Regions from separate parts of the Mus musculus genome. Here all the other regions are linked to region 1. The links are chromatin contacts, called in public HiCAR-type and HiChIP or PLAC-seq maps. All regions are on one chromosome and are shown on one strand. The core of a region is the stretch at or near the end of the contact, and the rest is flanking DNA. Distances in the headings are between cores, read along the strand shown. Region 1 holds the start of Slc35f5 (solute carrier family 35, member F5). Region 2 overlaps Mgat5 (mannoside acetylglucosaminyltransferase 5). Region 3 overlaps Mgat5 (mannoside acetylglucosaminyltransferase 5). Region 4 holds the start of Mgat5 (mannoside acetylglucosaminyltransferase 5). Region 5 has its middle 95 kb from the start of Nckap5. Region 6 holds the start of Nckap5 (NCK-associated protein 5).

What was found. HiCAR-type assays count read pairs that join an accessible place to other places. HiChIP or PLAC-seq counts read pairs in DNA pulled down with a chosen protein or histone mark.
Region 2: a HiCAR-type map of astrocytes shows a contact between it and region 1, with 4 times the contacts expected there. The contact joins the enhancer-like site here to the promoter of Slc35f5 in region 1. A contact is called at or near these places in 5 of 39 promoter capture datasets (the 3T3-L1 cell line, hippocampal neurons, liver and 1 more) and 2 of 115 datasets of contacts at active chromatin or transcription factors (astrocytes and cardiomyocytes).
Region 3: a contact with region 1 is called in a HiCAR-type map of astrocytes, with 4 times the contacts expected there. The contact joins the enhancer-like site here to the promoter of Slc35f5 in region 1. A contact is called at or near these places in 2 of 39 promoter capture datasets (hippocampal neurons and pre-B cells) and 3 of 115 datasets of contacts at active chromatin or transcription factors (astrocytes, cardiomyocytes and extraembryonic endoderm stem cells).
Region 4: a contact with region 1 is called in a HiCAR-type map of astrocytes, with 5 times the contacts expected there. The contact joins the promoter of Mgat5 here to the promoter of Slc35f5 in region 1. A contact is called at or near these places in 4 of 39 promoter capture datasets (cranial neural crest, liver, maxillary cranial neural crest and 1 more), 1 of 484 Hi-C or Micro-C datasets (nephron progenitors), 3 of 115 datasets of contacts at active chromatin or transcription factors (astrocytes, embryonic forebrain and extraembryonic endoderm stem cells) and 1 of 9 other capture datasets (liver).
Region 5: an H3K4me3 HiChIP or PLAC-seq map of stem cell-derived neural progenitor cells shows a contact between it and region 1, with 5 times the contacts expected there. The contact joins the enhancer-like site here to the promoter of Slc35f5 in region 1. A contact is called at or near these places in 10 of 39 promoter capture datasets (the 3T3-L1 cell line, 3T3-L1-derived adipocytes, cranial neural crest and 5 more), 9 of 115 datasets of contacts at active chromatin or transcription factors (cardiomyocytes, embryonic forebrain, embryonic hindbrain and 5 more) and 1 of 9 other capture datasets (embryonic stem cells).
Region 6: a contact with region 1 is called in a HiCAR-type map of astrocytes, with 4 times the contacts expected there. The contact joins the promoter of Nckap5 here to the promoter of Slc35f5 in region 1. A contact is called at or near these places in 2 of 39 promoter capture datasets (the 3T3-L1 cell line and hippocampal neurons) and 4 of 115 datasets of contacts at active chromatin or transcription factors (astrocytes, cardiomyocytes, embryonic forebrain and 1 more).

The regions. Positions count from the first base shown.
Region 1 is chr1:125,559,586-125,562,309 of GRCm38.p6, reverse strand. It overlaps Slc35f5 (solute carrier family 35, member F5), which reads right to left and starts at 1,308. Exons shown (of 16, transcript NM_028787.5): 1 at 1,026-1,308; 2 at 1-35. The coding sequence starts at 1,065.
Region 2 is chr1:127,423,884-127,426,607 of GRCm38.p6, reverse strand. The region is part of intron 12 of Mgat5 (mannoside acetylglucosaminyltransferase 5); the gene reads right to left. Gm51746 (a long non-coding RNA gene) reads left to right here. Exons shown (of 6, transcript XR_003948718.1): 3 at 685-739. Among named protein-coding and RNA genes, the nearest start is that of Gm51746, 12 kb to the left of the region's middle. Within about 2 kb of position 1,382, at least 137 of the 459 cell types and tissues checked have an H3K27ac peak or open chromatin away from gene starts, as enhancers often do. A contact at or near this core is called in astrocytes, where this site is marked.
Region 3 is chr1:127,347,458-127,350,181 of GRCm38.p6, reverse strand. All of the region lies in intron 4 of Mgat5 (mannoside acetylglucosaminyltransferase 5), which reads right to left. Among named protein-coding and RNA genes, the nearest start is that of Gm23734, 26 kb to the left of the region's middle. Within about 2 kb of position 1,396, at least 70 of the 459 cell types and tissues checked have an H3K27ac peak or open chromatin away from gene starts, as enhancers often do. A contact at or near this core is called in astrocytes, where this site is marked.
Region 4 is chr1:127,203,639-127,206,362 of GRCm38.p6, reverse strand. It overlaps Mgat5 (mannoside acetylglucosaminyltransferase 5), which reads right to left and starts at 1,377. Exons shown (of 18, transcript NM_145128.3): 1 at 936-1,377.
Region 5 is chr1:126,924,240-126,926,963 of GRCm38.p6, reverse strand. No RefSeq gene overlaps it. Among named protein-coding and RNA genes, the nearest start is that of Nckap5, 95 kb to the right of the region's middle. Within about 2 kb of position 1,308, at least 61 of the 459 cell types and tissues checked have an H3K27ac peak or open chromatin away from gene starts, as enhancers often do. A contact at or near this core is called in neural progenitor cells and stem cell-derived neural progenitor cells, where this site is marked.
Region 6 is chr1:126,829,314-126,832,037 of GRCm38.p6, reverse strand. Nckap5 (NCK-associated protein 5) reads left to right here and starts at 1,406. Exons shown (of 17, transcript NM_001081756.1): 1 at 1,406-1,721.

The DNA of each region.
Region 1 (2,724 bases), core at 59-2,558:
GCCCAGTCCAAATGGAGGTAAAGAACTCAGCCCACCTAAAACAGCACCACAGAAATAACGCTTAGGGAAAGTTCAAGTGTAAAATCACATCTTTTCCACTCTTCACCTTCAAGGACTATCAAAATGTATGCAACAGAAGCCACCCTGGGGACATGTAGCTTAGTAGTGCAATGCTTGCCTAGCATGCATGAGTTCTTGGGTTGCATCCCAAACACTTCCCAAACTGGGCACAGTGGCACGTGTCTATAATCCTAGCACTTGGAAAGTGTGGGGTGTGGGGGGAGGGGAAACCAGAGAATCAGAAGATCAAAGTCAGTCAGAATACATACTGAGTTCAAGGCCAGCATGGGCCATATGAGACTGTGTCACAAAATAATAACAACAGCAAAACAAATACAAACAAGAAATCCCATGCTAGCGGTGTCGCTCAGCTAGTAGAGTGCGGAACCAGGCCATAAGCCTGGTGTGCTGGTGCATGCCTGTAAGGCAGAAGACAGAAGTTCAAGGTTACCCTTGGCTACAAAGTGATTTTTGAGACCAGTCTCGGATACCTAAGACCTGTCCCCGACCTGACACCTCCCAGCCCCCCAAAAATAAAAGGTTATACTCAAAGAGGTCCTGGGTACCAGGCGGGTAAAAAAAACGAGAGAGAGAGAAGAAGATTCCACATATGGCACATTGAAGAGTGCTGTAAACGGATCCTCGAAGTCTCATAAACAGAACTCTCTAGATTCTCCCTTCAGGACATCCGCCCCTGGCAGTCTAGACACGCGTGTCCTTACCCCCCCATCTCCAGGGGATTCAGCTCGCTGACAGGAAGTGATGTGCGAGGGTCCACTCCCCTCACGTGAGAACCAGGATCATCCTCGCTCCCCACCCGCCCAGTCACGACAGAAAACAGCTGGCACAGGGAAGCCGCCCCTTGGCGAGGGAAAGACATGAGGAAAACCCAGCCTCTTGCCTCGTGAGGGGCGTGAGAACTCTGACCCGTCCTCCCTGGCCGCGGACGCCGGCCCACCGCCTACCTGGCCTTCCTGCCCCTCGATGGAGTCGTGGCGGCACCATGAGCGGCCCCGGCTCGGCCCGCCGCCCAGAGCCGCCGCCTCACACCGCACGCACAGACCCCAGCATCGTGCCCCACAGCAAGCCCAACTTAAGAAGCTGCGCTGCCCCTCGGCTCAAGGCCGCGGCTGTCACAGCACTCGGCCCCGACGGAGGGGAGTGACCCAGGCCACCGGACGGCGCTGGCAGCGAGAGTCCTGGAGGCCCGGATTGCGGCCGCGGCCCAGGCCCCGCCCCCGGCCGGTCAGCCAGCCAGGCCACGCCCACTGCTGGCCAAACAAGCCCATCCCACGGCTGGCCAACCGGCAGGCCCCGCCTCCTGCCCGTCAGCCAGTCAGACTCCACCCCCGACCTATTGACCACCTAGAGCTGCCCTTTGAGCAATTAGCTAGGCGAGATCCCAGTCAAGCTCCGCCCCTGGGTAGCGAACCTGGCAGCGCATCCCGGTAGACAGGAACCGCTCCGGGTACCCTGGACCCCATCCTGGAGACTCTAGGCCCCCAGCTTGTCCACCAACTAGGTGACATCCTCCCCATCACTCAGTGAGTCAACCGGTCAAGCTCAGCTCTCAGTTCGTCCACCCGGCGTCCATTCTGCCTCCTCCCCCAGTTGACAATCCATACCCTAGGCCTGGGTGGTCTGCCCAGAGCCCCGCCCCCCAGACAGCCCGGCAGTCCCCGCCCCTGTCCAGTCAGCTTCAGCGGCCCCGCCCCCTAGCCCAAAGACTGCGGGCGCGCAGGTTACGTCACGCCGGACGCGACTTCGGACCGGGGGAGGGCACGTTTCCTGGTTCTTGTTGCCGTAGTGTGGACGCCAGCCTTGAACAGGCTTGTGGCTTGGAGTCGTGACAGTGGCGCGAAGGAACAGAGAAGGGAAGAGAACAGAGCGGAGAGGGCGGGGATGTCTAGAAGAGGGAGAACCCAGCCCTGGCAAGGCTGCCAGACTTCCCCACTGCCCCGCCCTGAAGCGAAAGCTGACTGCACCATTTCTTCCAGTGTTTAAGCAAGCATTTTCCAGTAGCCCTTTCTAAAATCAGGCAGTGTAGCTTGGCGCCCCGTTGGATTCCTAGATCGTTTTTGTCCGTAAACTAGAGCTTCATTCTTGCAGTTAGAAGTTGTAGACCAGGTTATTCATCTCCCTGGCCCTCACTTTTTTTATGGGAAGAAAAAAACAAAAACAAAGCCATAAAACCATGTGAGTGCCTCGGCTGTATGTTTACACCCAGTATACATACATTCTCAAACAAATCAGTTCAGCCTGTGACACATAAGACCTCCACAGATGCTAACCATGGGTTTTTGTTTTATGGGTATTGAAGCTCCCATAAAATTGAAAAATTGGCCAGGATCCTGATTTATATTTAGATTAACACGAGACTTAAGGCTTCTGTAGCCACAATTGCATTGTTAGCATTTTTATCAAATGAGGCAAGGAAATATTTTTTTCTCATGTAGTCACTGTGTTTCATCCTTCTCTTTTAACTTTGTCTACAAAGTCTTATGACTAAAATTAAGATGGACATTTTGTGATCTGGTCGGATTCTAAAAAACTCCTGGCATCAAACACTTCTAGTCACTGAGAAACCCACTGCTGGAACAGGAGAGATAACTTAGTGGACAAAAGTCCTTGCTGTGCAAGCATGAGGTCCTGAGTTTAGATCCC
Region 2 (2,724 bases), core at 133-2,632, 1.9 Mb before region 1:
GATGTATGTTACATAATGAAGGCTTTGAAAAGTGAGGTACCCCACCCACCCAGAAGATTCTTCAGTTATCTGCAACCTTCCAGCTCAGAATCCTCAATAGTACCTTCAAAGGCATCATCACACATAGCACCACAGGTTGGCAACTTAGTCTTTCATACAGGGGCCCCTGTGGCTATTTCAGATATAAACAATAGCAATAGTCATAGTTACCAGCTACTGAAGACTATCTGCAGCAAGAAAATGCAGTGTGCATGCTTCTAGTTTACAGTATTCAGACTTGTGAGGTCTCCTTGTATCTGTTCAGCAGGTGAAATTCAAAGAAGTTCGTGGGTTAGGGGCAGACGTGGGATGTACTGGTCAGGAAATGATCTTGCAATCCCTTCTCTAATGACAAACATCTCTAGTCTGGAGGCTGCTGTGGTTTGGAAGGTTAACACAGAATCTTAGCCTCTGAGAGGTGTGGAAGCTTCCAGAGGTAGAGCAAGGGAGGCAGCCATGTCCAGGGACAGAGCATGGTAGGTAGCTATGACTCCAGGGAGGGTAGCTTAGAGAGAGGTTTCTGTGGGTCTCACGAGAGCAAGCAAGGGGGGGAGGGGGGAGAGGGGGGAATGACTGACGGGGTCTTCCTAGCTTCCTGTCTCATCATGAGTTGTCTCACTACCTCGACTGTTCTGTTGCTCTTAGGAGGTCACCTGCCATCTCACCTGAGCTGAGCAAAAACTCTGGACTCTCCAGAACTGTGAGTAAAATAAACCTTCTTCCTTTCCAGATTACCCAGGCCAGGACTGGGTTTCTGTGATAGTAACAGAGCAGAAACTATATAGACACTGTTCTTGCCTGAGGGGAAAAAAAGCTTACAGAAAATATTCCTGAGAACCTGAGTAGAAACACTATATACTACAGCAAACACTTCTTGACTTTATTATTCTTATAGTCCTATGACTTACATACCATAAATGTCTTTTTTTTTTTTCATACATGACAAAACTGCCTTGAAAATGCCTTCCCCTCAGACACAGGGCAAGAAGACAGTCAAAGCCTTTGTCTCTTCTCCATAAGAGCACAACTCTAGTATGTAAGCTGCCTGCTCTTTCTGAACCTTTGGGTGAAAAAGCCTTGAGTGTTTACAGAAAGGGCTGGCATGCCTCTCATGCTCCGCCCACCCCTCGGCCCAGTTCTATTTGAATATTCAAATTTTATTCTCTGGAGATACTCACCGTGTATTTCCCCTGGCCTGGGTTTGGCTGGGTACTGGGGATGGTGATGGGGGGGGTTGACCAATTAGAGCCTTGTTTTCAAAAAGTCCACAGCCCAGTCCATGTGGCCTCAGGGCAGGAGTCCTGACTCCATTAGGATGGGCACCACTTCCTTATAGTGAGGCTGGCAGGCTGTCCCTGCCTCTCTGACTCATCGTCTCACTGCCCCCACCTCCTCAGTGTGTGTGTGTGTATACAGGAAACAGTCTTTGCATCCCTGATCCAGCTGGCGATGGGAAGTTCTAGAAAAGTTACAGATGTCTCCTCACCAGGACTAGGAACTTACACTGCCAGCTCTGGGTATGTGGCTAAGCCGTGATTCATCCATCTTTTGGGTCACAGCCACAGCAATACTCTCTCTTATTTTATTCTTGAAAGACTCAAACTGGAAGGGACTACTTGATTCTAGAGAGGGAGTAAGAACAAGTCCCGAAAAGATAACAGAATATTCAGAACAGATATATGCAATTCTGAAAGGCCCTGGGTATAATATTTCACAACTGCAGTACCAGACCAGTGCTAATTCATTACAGCAAAGCCTCAATGCACAGGGCAGAGCTGAGAGGAGCCAAAGAAAAGATGACTTGAGCAGGGGATGGGAAAGTGCAGGAGAGAGAGAGTGGGAGAGCAAGGCCGGAGGGGCTGGTGAAGGGGGTGGGCAGCTACACACAACCGCAAGGATTTAGACAGAGAGGGGTAATTGACAGCCAGCCCAGTCTGCATGAGGAGCCCAGGCACCTTAGCAACAGCCCCTACTTAACCATGCCCCTATGGCAGGCCTAGTCTACAAACCATTGTCTCAAGGAAGTCAGAAGACCCTGAGTTGTACTGAACGCAAGCTGGTGATAGGACTTGGAAACACATCCTGTTCTGTCTCTAACCCTCTACTTAAAGCTTGCGTGTGTATGAGTATGGGTACGCGTGTGACACAGTGTGTTCACGGAAGCCCCGGGATCAGCCCTGGCTTGAGACAGGGTCTCTATTGAGTAAAGCAGGCTGGGGCTGACTGCAAGTCTTGTGGGAGTCCCATCTTTCCATCAGGGCACGAGGACTAGAGTGGAGAAGGCTTCTGAGTGGGCTTTCTATGCAGGTCTGGGGATGGAGCCTGGGTCCTCCAATCTGCACAAACACTTTTTAGAATGAGCAATTTCCCCAAGCCTAAAGACCTCTTCTTGTAACTGCTGTGTAATCTTGATCTAGGGTTCTACAGATGCTTGTGGGGGGCTCTGGTGAATGAAGCCAATTAGAGAGGAATTTCAGACAATGAACCTTCCTTAGCCTTTACTTCTCACACACTAAGTCTTAAGCTTACACTAAGCTCTGACCTTATAGTCCCCAGCCTGCCCTCCCTCCCTCCCTCCCTCCCTCCCTCCCTCCCTCCCTCCCTCCCTCCCTCCCTCCCTCCCTCCCTCCCTCCCTCCTTCTTTATGTTACAAGAGCTACTAGTGAATTAGACACTAGATCACTG
Region 3 (2,724 bases), core at 147-2,646, 1.8 Mb before region 1:
TTACATATTGCTTCTGATGTGTGTGTGTGTATGTGCACAACACAGGGAGTGTGTAGAGAGGTCAGGGGACAAGTTGTGAGAGTTGGTTCTCTCCTTCCATCATGTAGATCCCAGGGATCGAATTCAGGTCATTAGGCTTGACAGCCAATACCTTTGCCTGCTGAGTCATCTTGCCAGTCGTTAGTTTTTATTTTTTCCTGAGGATTTTCCAAGCTTTTCCTTCCACGATATTTTAAAGTCCTGCCTCCAAACACTAAGACTACAGAAGGAACAATACTGATTATAAAGCCTACAATCATAATTATTATCTAACTTGCCTTGACTGGCTTCTATTACTGTGGGAATATTTTTTTCCTCATTCTAATCAAATATGAAATCTAAAATAGATAGAAAAAGAAAGTGAAGAAAAATAACAAACAGACGACAGAGAAGGTAAAGTTAAATAGAACAGATTAGCATCTGCAGACTAAGATCTGTCATAGAACTCAATTTCCACTCTCCTGTACTCTGGATGAATAAAGAAAGCGATTTTTCTTCCAGGTGACAAAAAGAAGGAACTTCCTAGAGTGTAACGGAAGAGCACAGCAGAGACAAAGAGAAGGGGGAGAAATGAAACCTTAAGCTTTAGTCATAAACTACTAGGAGGGGGGAAAAAGACCAGTACTTAACCTTCTACCAATAAAAATGGGAGCCTAAGACATTAAGAACAGGAAACACACAAGGACTAACCAAGTGAGCCAGGCAGCCACTCCCTCAACACCAAACCAAGTCATTGATACTTAGTGCTTATTTGGTGTCCACGATTCCAGGATTTGTCTCCTAATTCCGAAATATATTTTATTCATAGTACCTTTCTAAATTCTGTGCCCTTTTATCAGGAGGCCATCCTCAGGTCTCTGAAATATAGCCACCTAGAAACAGCAACCGAAATGGCTCCCCAGCGTGGTGCAATGTAATGATTTTTTTCTGGTCCCACCCTCCCCTCTCCACCCTACCTCTTGGCCTCAGTGGCCAACCGGGCAATGTACCTCTCACAAGAGATAAAATTCTGGTCAGAACCAACATGCTCTGTCTGTGTGGGGGCAGTCAATGTTAGGAGATAAAACTCTGCTCTCTGAAGACTCTCACCTCTCTGGTTCCACCTCCCACATAAAAGCCGTAGCTGGTTTTGGTTCCCAGTTCAACTCATCAAAGACTTTCGAGCTTGGAAACTATGCTGTGAAACTATGCAAGCCATCCATCCCACCCTGAAGCGAAATTAACATCAAGACAGGGGAGTACTTGTTGGGCTAAGATTAAGCAGCTGAACCAAAACAGAGTCTTAAACTTGGCACTGTCTGAGCTTCCTGAAACAACTGTTGTTGGGTATCTGGGGCTGCCCAAACAGAACCGTTGATGGCTTCAAGTGAAACCCTGAACAGTTCTCTTTCTGGTTGGCTCACGCCAAGAGGCAACAAGCCAGGAGGCAGCCTGTGCCGTTGTTCTTTGCAATCCCCTGGGAAAGTCTAGATAATAAATCAAGATGGAATGAATCTTTAGTAGAGTGGTAATAAAAGTACCTATTAACATTACAACAGAGACAAGCAGGACTAAAGAGGAGAGCTGATGACAGGGATACACTGTCAACACCATCAAGACTTTTCCAATTATAACTTATTTCCTATCTCTACTTCTTAGCTGTGGCCTATATCAGGATTCCAAAATATCACATTTCCTCTGCCTGAGTTGAGAGAGCCATGTAGCTGGTTGGGCTACCACACTCCCAACTCCACTGCCAACTATAGCAGACACTTCTAACATAATCCAGCAATAGCCAACTCATGGGAACTTTAACCACAGATGCTAGATATTTTTGGCTCTTTCCCTGTTCATTTCCAGGATCTGTGAACTAATAAACAGCCTCAAAATGTCAGTGAACATCTGGGGCATCCAGAAGTATATTTCTTGGATCTGCCTCTTATAAAACCACAGCCTGCAGCCTAAATCCCCACAAGAGTCCTTGACCAGCAGTGGCACACAGTGCAGATAAAGGTTACTGTAGGTCACTATGGTGGTTAGTCCTTACTGGTTAGCCTGGCTGGATTTAGAATCAGCATGGAGACATGCCTCTGGTTGTATCTATGTGGGTGTTTCCACAGAGGTTTAACTGAGGAAGGAAGTCCCACCCTGAATGTGGGCAGAACAATCCTATGGTCTGGGCTTCTCGACTAAATAAAAAGGAGACAGTGAGTTGAGTACCAGCATCCATTTCTCTGCTTCCTGACCGCAGATGCACTGTGAACGGTTGTCTCCTGATATCATGTCTCTCCTGCCATGATAAGCAGCATCCTCAAACTGTAAACAAAATAAGTTCTTCCATCCTTATGTTGCTGCTTGTCAAGTATCTTGGTCACAGGAAGGAGAAAAGTAACTAATTCGTGTGTGTGTGTATGTGTGTGTGTGTGTGTGTGTGTGTGTACACGTAATTCTGTCCCCAGAAACAGGCACATCATATGCTGAGTACTTCCACTTAGCAGTTTCTGAGGCAAACAAAATTCCAAAGTTGATGTTTTTATACCAAAATTTAGAAAATGAGATAAAAAATGTTAAATGAAAATTCCGGGACTGAGGAGATAGTTTAGCTGGTAAAGTGCCTGTCACGAAAGCATGTGGCACCTGAGTTTGATCCCTAGAAACCACATGAACATCCCGGGTGTGACATCATGTGCTTACAATCCTAGTTCT
Region 4 (2,724 bases), core at 128-2,627, 1.6 Mb before region 1:
GCAAGGGTATGACATCCACGCCCCCGTCTCCAGAGGCCAGAGTGGCTCTGGAAAGCAGAACCCTGGTGCCCGTCACAGGCCAGGCAGAGGCCGAGGGACGAGAAAGGGTGAACAAGAGGGTACAGAGATTCCCCACTCGCACACCCCCTACCCCCAATTTAGCGAGCTGCGGCCCCAAAGGGGACCAAAGAGGCTGGCCTGGCGACTCGGCAGGAAGTTCCCAGGACCGCACTGAGCATGCTCTGGGGGAGTGTGTACGCGGGTGTCGCCCTTACATCCCGCAGCCTCTGCCATCTCCCAGTCGTGGGTGCACGCCGGCAGGATCGCGGCCGGGGCGGGCTGTCCCTAAGGCTCTCTAGGTTACGAAGGGTCTTCTTGACCTTTCAGCCTGGAGCTTTGGATCTTTATATCCCTTCTCCCCAGGGACCTGGGGTCCCACTCTTCATTCTTCCTTCCAACTGGCTCAAGGCACATCTCACGCTGAGCTCTCGGATCCCCAGGACCCTAGCCCGGCCCACGCTGGCATCCTGGTTTCTGGTTTCATCGCGGTCCCAGCGTCCAAAATGCCAATCTCAGCTTCTCGCCTCCAGCCCACGCCACCCGAGCCCCTTCTGGACAGTTCCTTGGAAGCCTAAAAGCCTCAGAGGCTAGAGAAGATCTTCGGGGTCCCATGAGAGGGGATGCCTCTGAGCAGGTGGTGGACCCTCCAAGCGGGTCCCTCGGTTGTACTCTGGGGTTCCCACCCCCGTCCCAAATCAAACACGGCCAGAACATCCACCCACGCAGCCCCCGGTGTCAGCGTTGGGCCGGATAAGGGCTGCCTCATCTCCCCTAACATCCCCCACGCGTCCCCCCGCGATCCACAGTCCGTGCATCTCCCCGAAGGGGGATGGCGAGCTTCTGAATCGATCGCTCGACCCTGCAGCAGCTCTTACCTGCTAGTAGGGGAGCAGCAGAAGCACCATCAGTAGCAGTCGGGTTCACTCTCCAGCAGCCTTGCTCCAGGAACAGAGGTCCCAGGCACAGCCAGGAGCGGGGTCAGAGCGCCCCCTGAGACTGAGATGCGGCTACCTGGGCTAGATCGAGCCTGGGGCCGCCGCCGCCACCGCGGGAGCCGCAGGGCTGCCGGGCGAGCGGGCCTCGGCAGGGACGGTCTGAAAACTACCAGCCCTGTCGGGGCCGTGCGCAGCGCGTCCACCTTCCGCCCCTAGACGCAAGCAGGGACGTTCCTCCTGAGTCCAAACGATCAGGACAGAATGGTTAGGAGATCTTTTCGAGGTTTCTGCTACCCTTCCCGGATCGACCTACCCAACTTCTCTCAGCTTCTAGGCTCGCGCCGCTCTCCAAGGCAAAGGGATTCCGGGCCACGGACGTTCCGCAAATTCCCCGCCCACCCCGGCAGAGCGCTCAGCCAATTCGGAACGCCTCGGCTTCTCGGGGATCGTCTGCAAACTCTAGACCCTGTACAGGAGGACTTGAAGCCGCTCCATTCCGCAGCCCAAGGAGAAACAGGCAGAGAGCTAGACCGAGGGAGCTGAGTAAATAATACTCTAGCAAGGTCAGGGGCAGGGTACAATTACTGTTACATACAGTGCATTCTCCAGAGTGATGGTCTCTGGGCCTCCTCAGGACAGGGACCTTTCAGGAGTGAAACCAGTGGGGAGGAGATGGCGGGCTCAACTGTTTAGGGGGTCTTGCCAACTTTTAACAAACGCCCTGAGCTCCATTTTTATACTTTATAGAGTAGATTGGCAAAAACAGTAGGAATTTCTGTCCCGTGTCTTTTTTTTTTTAACTGAACAGATTTGTATTTGTTTATTTTGTGATGGGGGGGGGGGGGGGTGGTGCAGTCTTACCTAACCCAGACTGGCCTCGATGAACTTGCTTTTAACAGAGCATACCCTCGAACTCTGGATCTTCTTGCCTCCATCTCCTGAGTACAGGAATTACAAGCATCACACCCTTGGCTTTGGTGACCCTGAGCAAGTCATTTATCCGGATCCTCTTAGCGGCTCTATTAATGAGGGCAATAACGGCTGCTCCATGACATTATTGTGAAAATGTAATGAAATATTTGTAAAGGGTTTGGCAGTGACTGGTACACAGTAGGCACACAATTTTTCTAATGTGCTTCTTTTTCTCTGCTCAGTCTGCGTTTTATGAGCAGCCTGGACAGCTTAACACCGTACTCTTGTAAATTCAAACAGAAATAAAACACATCTCCTGCCCTGAGGGCACCACAATGAAACACTGACTAGCAAGCAATATTCAATCGGCCACCCTCCAGGGAGCTGGCCGTGCATTTACATCACGGAGCATTATAGATCCTGGTTAAGTGTTGTCTGGAATGGAAGGAGGGTGGACTGATGGATTACCCGGGGTGTAAATGACAGGAAGTTCTGCTCCTGTGAGCCATCGCTATATCCAGTTACAGTAGAAGGGTTTATCCTGCAGAATTTCTTCAACCTTGTTTCACAGCTCCGTTCTTAGGCTAATTTCACCCTAACTTGCCCCCCTCCACATCCCCGGCAGAATTATTTTAAACCTGGGGATTATAGAATTTTGGATTTTTTTTTTTAACACTAGAAACAATTTAGTTCCTCTTCTGCGTTTTGTGAAGTAGCCCTCTCGGCTACACAGCCAGTGAGTAAGAGCTCTTGACACCCAGGTCCTTCATAGAACACACCTGTGGTGTTGTCTCCTGCTTGGAGCACCCTGGGAATG
Region 5 (2,724 bases), core at 59-2,558, 1.4 Mb before region 1:
CTCCAGGAAATTAAATTTTGAGGTGCGAGTGGCAGATTTCTCCAAAGAATAAATCTGTGATGGAGGATACTTTTGGTATCTTCTTTGGATGACTGGGTCTTGACATTTTACTTAATTAAAAATTATTTGTTGTGACTGTAACTTCCGTTTCAAATTAAACCATCAGACTTCCTAATTTTTCGGTCCGTTAGTTACGTTGAATCCCAGTTTTCGGCACTCATCTTTATGTACCTCCCTGGGATTTTGTTGGTAGGTCAGAGGGTGCACTTAGGTCAGTGCCTTCTGAGAAAATTAAGAGCTGAGTGGACAGTCCTGGGGTGGGGTACAAGTGTGTTAATTTCTTATTCAGGAATCCTTACCTGCATTCTAGAAACAACCCTTTACTCTGAAGAGTAGGAGAGTGAAGGAACCAGTATCCCCTCTGAGTTCCAACCCTGCTCCTGTGAGCTCCCAGCTCAGAGGTGCTCATGTTGACTTTGAGTAAGCCCTGGCTCGTCTCCTACTTACGCTTTCATGTATTAGAAAGGTTGTATGGGGGTGGGGGAAAGCTCAGTCATTAAAGTGCTTGCCTTGCAAATATAGATCAATCACCCAGAAGCCATGTTTAGAATACTGGGCATGGTAGTGAGCTCTCATAGTCCCTCTGCTGGAAGGCTGAGAGACAGGTGGATCCTCAGGGCTCACTGGTCAGCCAGGCGAGACTATTAGCATGTTTTAGGTCAATGAGAAACTCTCATTAATTGTTTAAATGGAAGATGCGGAAGGAACAGCGCCCACAGTTGCCTTCTGGATTCCTTATTTGTAGGTACAACCTCAGCCACACGAAAGAGGGATGATGACATTTTTCATACTCTGTTCATGAAAGATTATCAGGAGGGGTCAGGCTCAAGTCAGCACCATGTCAGGGTGCCTATTACAGAGCCCGTGTCTGGTGAAGATGGTGACAACTCTGCCAGCAGCCAATCATCTTACTTTCAGGACCATTGTGCCATGGCAGCCTTTTCTGAGGATGCTTCAAATACCCCGTGGAGCCCAGGGAAAGGCATCAGGACTCCAGAATGCCCCAGATCTTAGAGTAGCCATATGTGGGGCACAGATGTGTACAGTTAACAGCTCTACTGTTTCTCTCACCCCTTAAATCGGGTGACTTAACCCGCGGCATTTAGCTACTGCACTCAGAATCCTCCTGTTGCCGGTACTGCTCTCAAAACACAGTAGGGCAGGCTCTGAGCCAAGTCTTGGGCAGTGTCTGCCAGGATTGTCTGAAAGCCAATAGGAGTCTCTGAGCCAAGAATGGTTGTTGGCCCAGAGAGACCACAGGGCCTCCTAACCAGTAGGGAGGGGAATCACCGCCCATAGTGTCTCATAGAGAAGAAGGAAAATAGACACTGAAGTCAGCATAATTCCCGGGGAGTTCCAGCGAAGACTGGCAGATAAAGGCTTGGGTTCTGGAATCTTAGGTCAGATTGCTGCCTCAGAGCACAGAGGTGACACTCCCAGGGACAGACGCAATGATCTCATTTTGCTCTGTAGAGACATGGATAGGAATCACAGCATTCTCATCTGACCAGGTCTGAAAGGCAGCCTCTGTTTACAGACAGATGTCTGACAGGACCAGCCAGCATGATGTAGTGATGTCAAGAGAGCCTACACAAGAGCAGGGGGGAGCCATTCAAACAGAGCCTTCCTCTGTCATAGTTGGAACCAATCTGCTAGGTCCCAAGGCTCCAAGGCTCGTATTACAAACTCCTTATTCCCCTTTCCCTGCCTCAAAGAAAAACGGTATCATTGTGACAACCGCAGCACACACCCTTACCTGCATGAGTCTTTCCTTGTATTTGGTCTGGAATCCTATCAGCACACACTGTAACATCTCCTTCACGCTGGAACTCAGTTCTTTAGTTTTACCTTGGAACTTTTTTTTTCTTTTAAAAATAATTTTCCAATTTTTATTTGGACACTTGACACGTGAATATAATGAATCTCGGTCTCTTTTTATCCTTTGACAATTTCATGTATGTATATAAAGGGTTTTGGTCATTTCCTTCCCCTTCCAGACACCCCGTCATCTTTCTCCCCCACTGAAACTTCCCTTCCCAATAACCCAATTTGATGTCTTTTTAATGATTTATTTTTGGGACTCACCAAGTTTAGTTAGGGCTGTGTGCATAGCATGGATGAGGGTTATTTACTGGAGCACAGGCAATAGCACCCTGGCAGAGAATGACTCTTCCCAGCGACCATTCACTGTCCACAGTCTTCCAGGGAGGGGACGAAGCCAATAGGAGTTGGGATGCCTATTACAGAGCCCGCGCTCCCCACTGTGCCTGATGGAGTGTTCATCAGCCTAGTCCTTCAGAGGTCAGCACAGCTACAGCGAGCTCATGACTGAGCCCTCAATAGATATGTCTTAATCATTCTTCTTTTTCTGTTTTCGCTTGCTTGTTGGTGATAGCCTATGTGTTGAAATTGTGTCCAATCTACATGTATATGTTTATTTATGCTTGTGGTGGCTGCAGGGGATGGGATCAGAGGACAACTTGCAGGAATCAGGTTTCTCCTTCCGCTACCGGATCTCTGGGATTGAACTAGGGGCATCAGGCTTGGTGGCCGAGCCTCTCCTTGGCCCTGTGCTTATTTTCAAGGTTTACTCGGGGTAGTCTTCTTTGGAATTCTCTCTTTTCACAGACAATGTCTTTGTGTTCCTTGCCCAGAAGGGCAACG
Region 6 (2,724 bases), core at 157-2,656, 1.3 Mb before region 1:
TTCCATTGGAGAAGAATACTTGGGGTGCTTGCCTCGTTCTAGGTACCCCACTAAAGGCAGGTGCTCTGAAGGAGGGAGGTCATTAGGGCAACCCAGAAAGCCTGGGATTTTTTAATCTGTAAGCCCACTTGAGATATACCAATAAATCAGCCTCCTGGAAAATCAGCAGTCTAGAAAAAATGTGAAGGCTCTTCCATTTATCTCTTGTTTTATCTGACTTATGGTTTGCTTTGTTATTCTATTTTTTGAGACATTTATGCATAAGTGTTTGTTATCTACTGTTTAATGTCATAATCTGCCTAAGCTATCATTTTTTTGAGTAACATTTTTTGTATGTATATGTGAGAGAGAGTTCACACTCGCACTTGTGTGAGTATATGCATGCCCATATATATATGCATATATATATGCAGAGGCCAGAGAAGGAAGCTGGGAGCTCTCCTGTACCTCTTTCTGCTTTCATCTCGTGACATGGGGCAGCCAGCAAGCCCCAGCTACCCTCCTACTGAGATTAGAGGTGTACAGAACCACACACGGCTTTTTATGTGTCTTCTAAGGATTTGAACCCAGGTCCTATTGCTTGCCTAGCAAATGGTCTGACCCATCCAAGCGATCTCCTAGACTCTTCTTCACTTGTAATATTTTAAATTCTAATCAGGCTTATAAACACTGTGCGCTGATGATTATCTATTTGGATTCACGGAGAATTTATTTGAAGCTGGATCTAGCTGAGAGGTCACCAAGAAAGAAAGAACTTGAATAACTGTCTTTCACTCGGGAAAATATCTAGTGTGGGTTCTGGCTAATGAATGAGGGTGGAAAAGTGCTATGCATCTCAGGGGCTCTTTGAAAGTGAAAATTACTTGATTTAGCTTTTCAGGAAAACCAAATTATGCATATGTCCCTCCTGTAAGGCTGTACAAAATCAATGTTTGTAGAGAGCAGAACAGGGGCCGTAATAAGTCACCCCTTTCAGAAAGTACTCCCCTACCTGCAGGGATTCCCGCCCCCTTCGTTTTGGCTTTTTTTAGATGAATGAAGAATTTTCTCCACAAATTATTAATTATTCCATCTTGGCTATAGAACTCCGTTCCTTGTAGTTCAGTAGGAGTCAGTGCTATTCAAACTGCCGCTTTTGATGAAGTAATCGTCCGCTTCTGGGGCCTCTTTTCAGCTGCCCTGGGCGTGCGTCCCATGTAAACGACTGCCAAATAGATTCTTTCGACATTCCAGCCAATTAAAATACATTTAAAGTGCAGCTGGTGGAAAGGCAAGCCGGGCGATCCCGATCACGAGGAGAACTTCGGGGCAGTGAGATAGAAAAACAAACTTTGGGGCTCCCACGAGGCAGCGGAGAAGTCAGAAAAGGGAGCTAGCTACCTCTCACGCTACCCTCCAACCAGAGATGACACCTGGATCCCCACCTTAAAAGACACCAAGGAGGGAAGCCTGCTTGGGAGGGTGTGAGTTTTTCCTCTCTCTTGTTGCCTGTGGAAGCTGAGTGTTGGCTCGGTGCCCGGTGTGGTACTGCATTCAAACGCCCGCAGAACACAGGCGTGTTTGTTAAGCAAGCCAGTGATCAAAAACTCCTACAGGAAGATCCGAGAACCCCCCAGGAGCCCTCCTGGGTAGCACTAGGACTTTGGATGGAATGAGACAGAACCCCGGAGCAGGCTAACGGTGGCGGAGCAACCAGCTGGCCTGTCTGCTATGCCTTTTAGGTAAGGATAGAACTTTTCTTTGCTTCGCTTTTTGTCCCACTGCGTGTGGACTTTGATGTGGAGAATTAAGGTTACTGTGCTCAGCAGGAGCAGTGCAGTGGTCTGGACTTCTGATTTGCAGGTCTGCGTGATTTTTCTGGAGGACTCCGAGGAGGAGCCACTCAGTGTAAATACATCCAGGCATCGCTCAGCACGTGCAGGCTGCGTTGGCACTCACCATGGTGCCTTTGCGCGTGTGGCTCCCTGCTATTTTCTTCCGGTGCTTGCTTTGCGAGAATCCAGGTGTGTGGGGTTTCACAGTGAATTGCTTCCTCCTCGGAACCTGTAATTGCTGTCTAATGCCTGTTTGAGTTTTAGTTCCCATTTCTTGTCGCTGTTGTCTCCTTCCTGTGGTACCAGCGCCACACCTGTACAATCGAGCAAAGTTTACTTGGTTCTCTCTCTCTCTCTCTCTCTCTCTCTCTCTCTCTCTCTCTCTCTCTCTCTCTCTCTCTCTCTCTCTCTCTCTCCCCCTCCCTCCCTCCCTCCCTCCCTCCCTCCCTCCCTCCCTCCCTCCCTCCCTCCCTCCCTCGCTAATATCCAAACAAACCTAAGCATTTTGCTTTCCTAAAGAAAAGCCAAAATGTTTGGAAATGTCTTGGTAAATCTTGATTCTTTTTTCTGCTTCTGGAGTTGTTCCTTCACGGGCTTTCAGTTCAAGCTTTTCTTGGGCTTCAAGGAAACAGGTACAGCCCTGATATCTTGGCGCTGCTGTTCAGTCAGCTCCCAGCTCAGGGGTCCCAAGCTCCTGCCCAGTTCATACAGCTGAGAACACCAAGCAGATGTATAATTGAGCACTGGGCATCAATTCCTACCCACCAGTTGCCAGATGAAAGATGTTCAAGGATCTTGACTGTTTCCTATCTCTGGTTGTCATGGTTGGCTCATTCTGGCTTTGACTTTGTTCGCCGTGAACAAAGAATCTCGCACGTTTCACGGTGAGGGATTGTGTTGCAGAGACCTG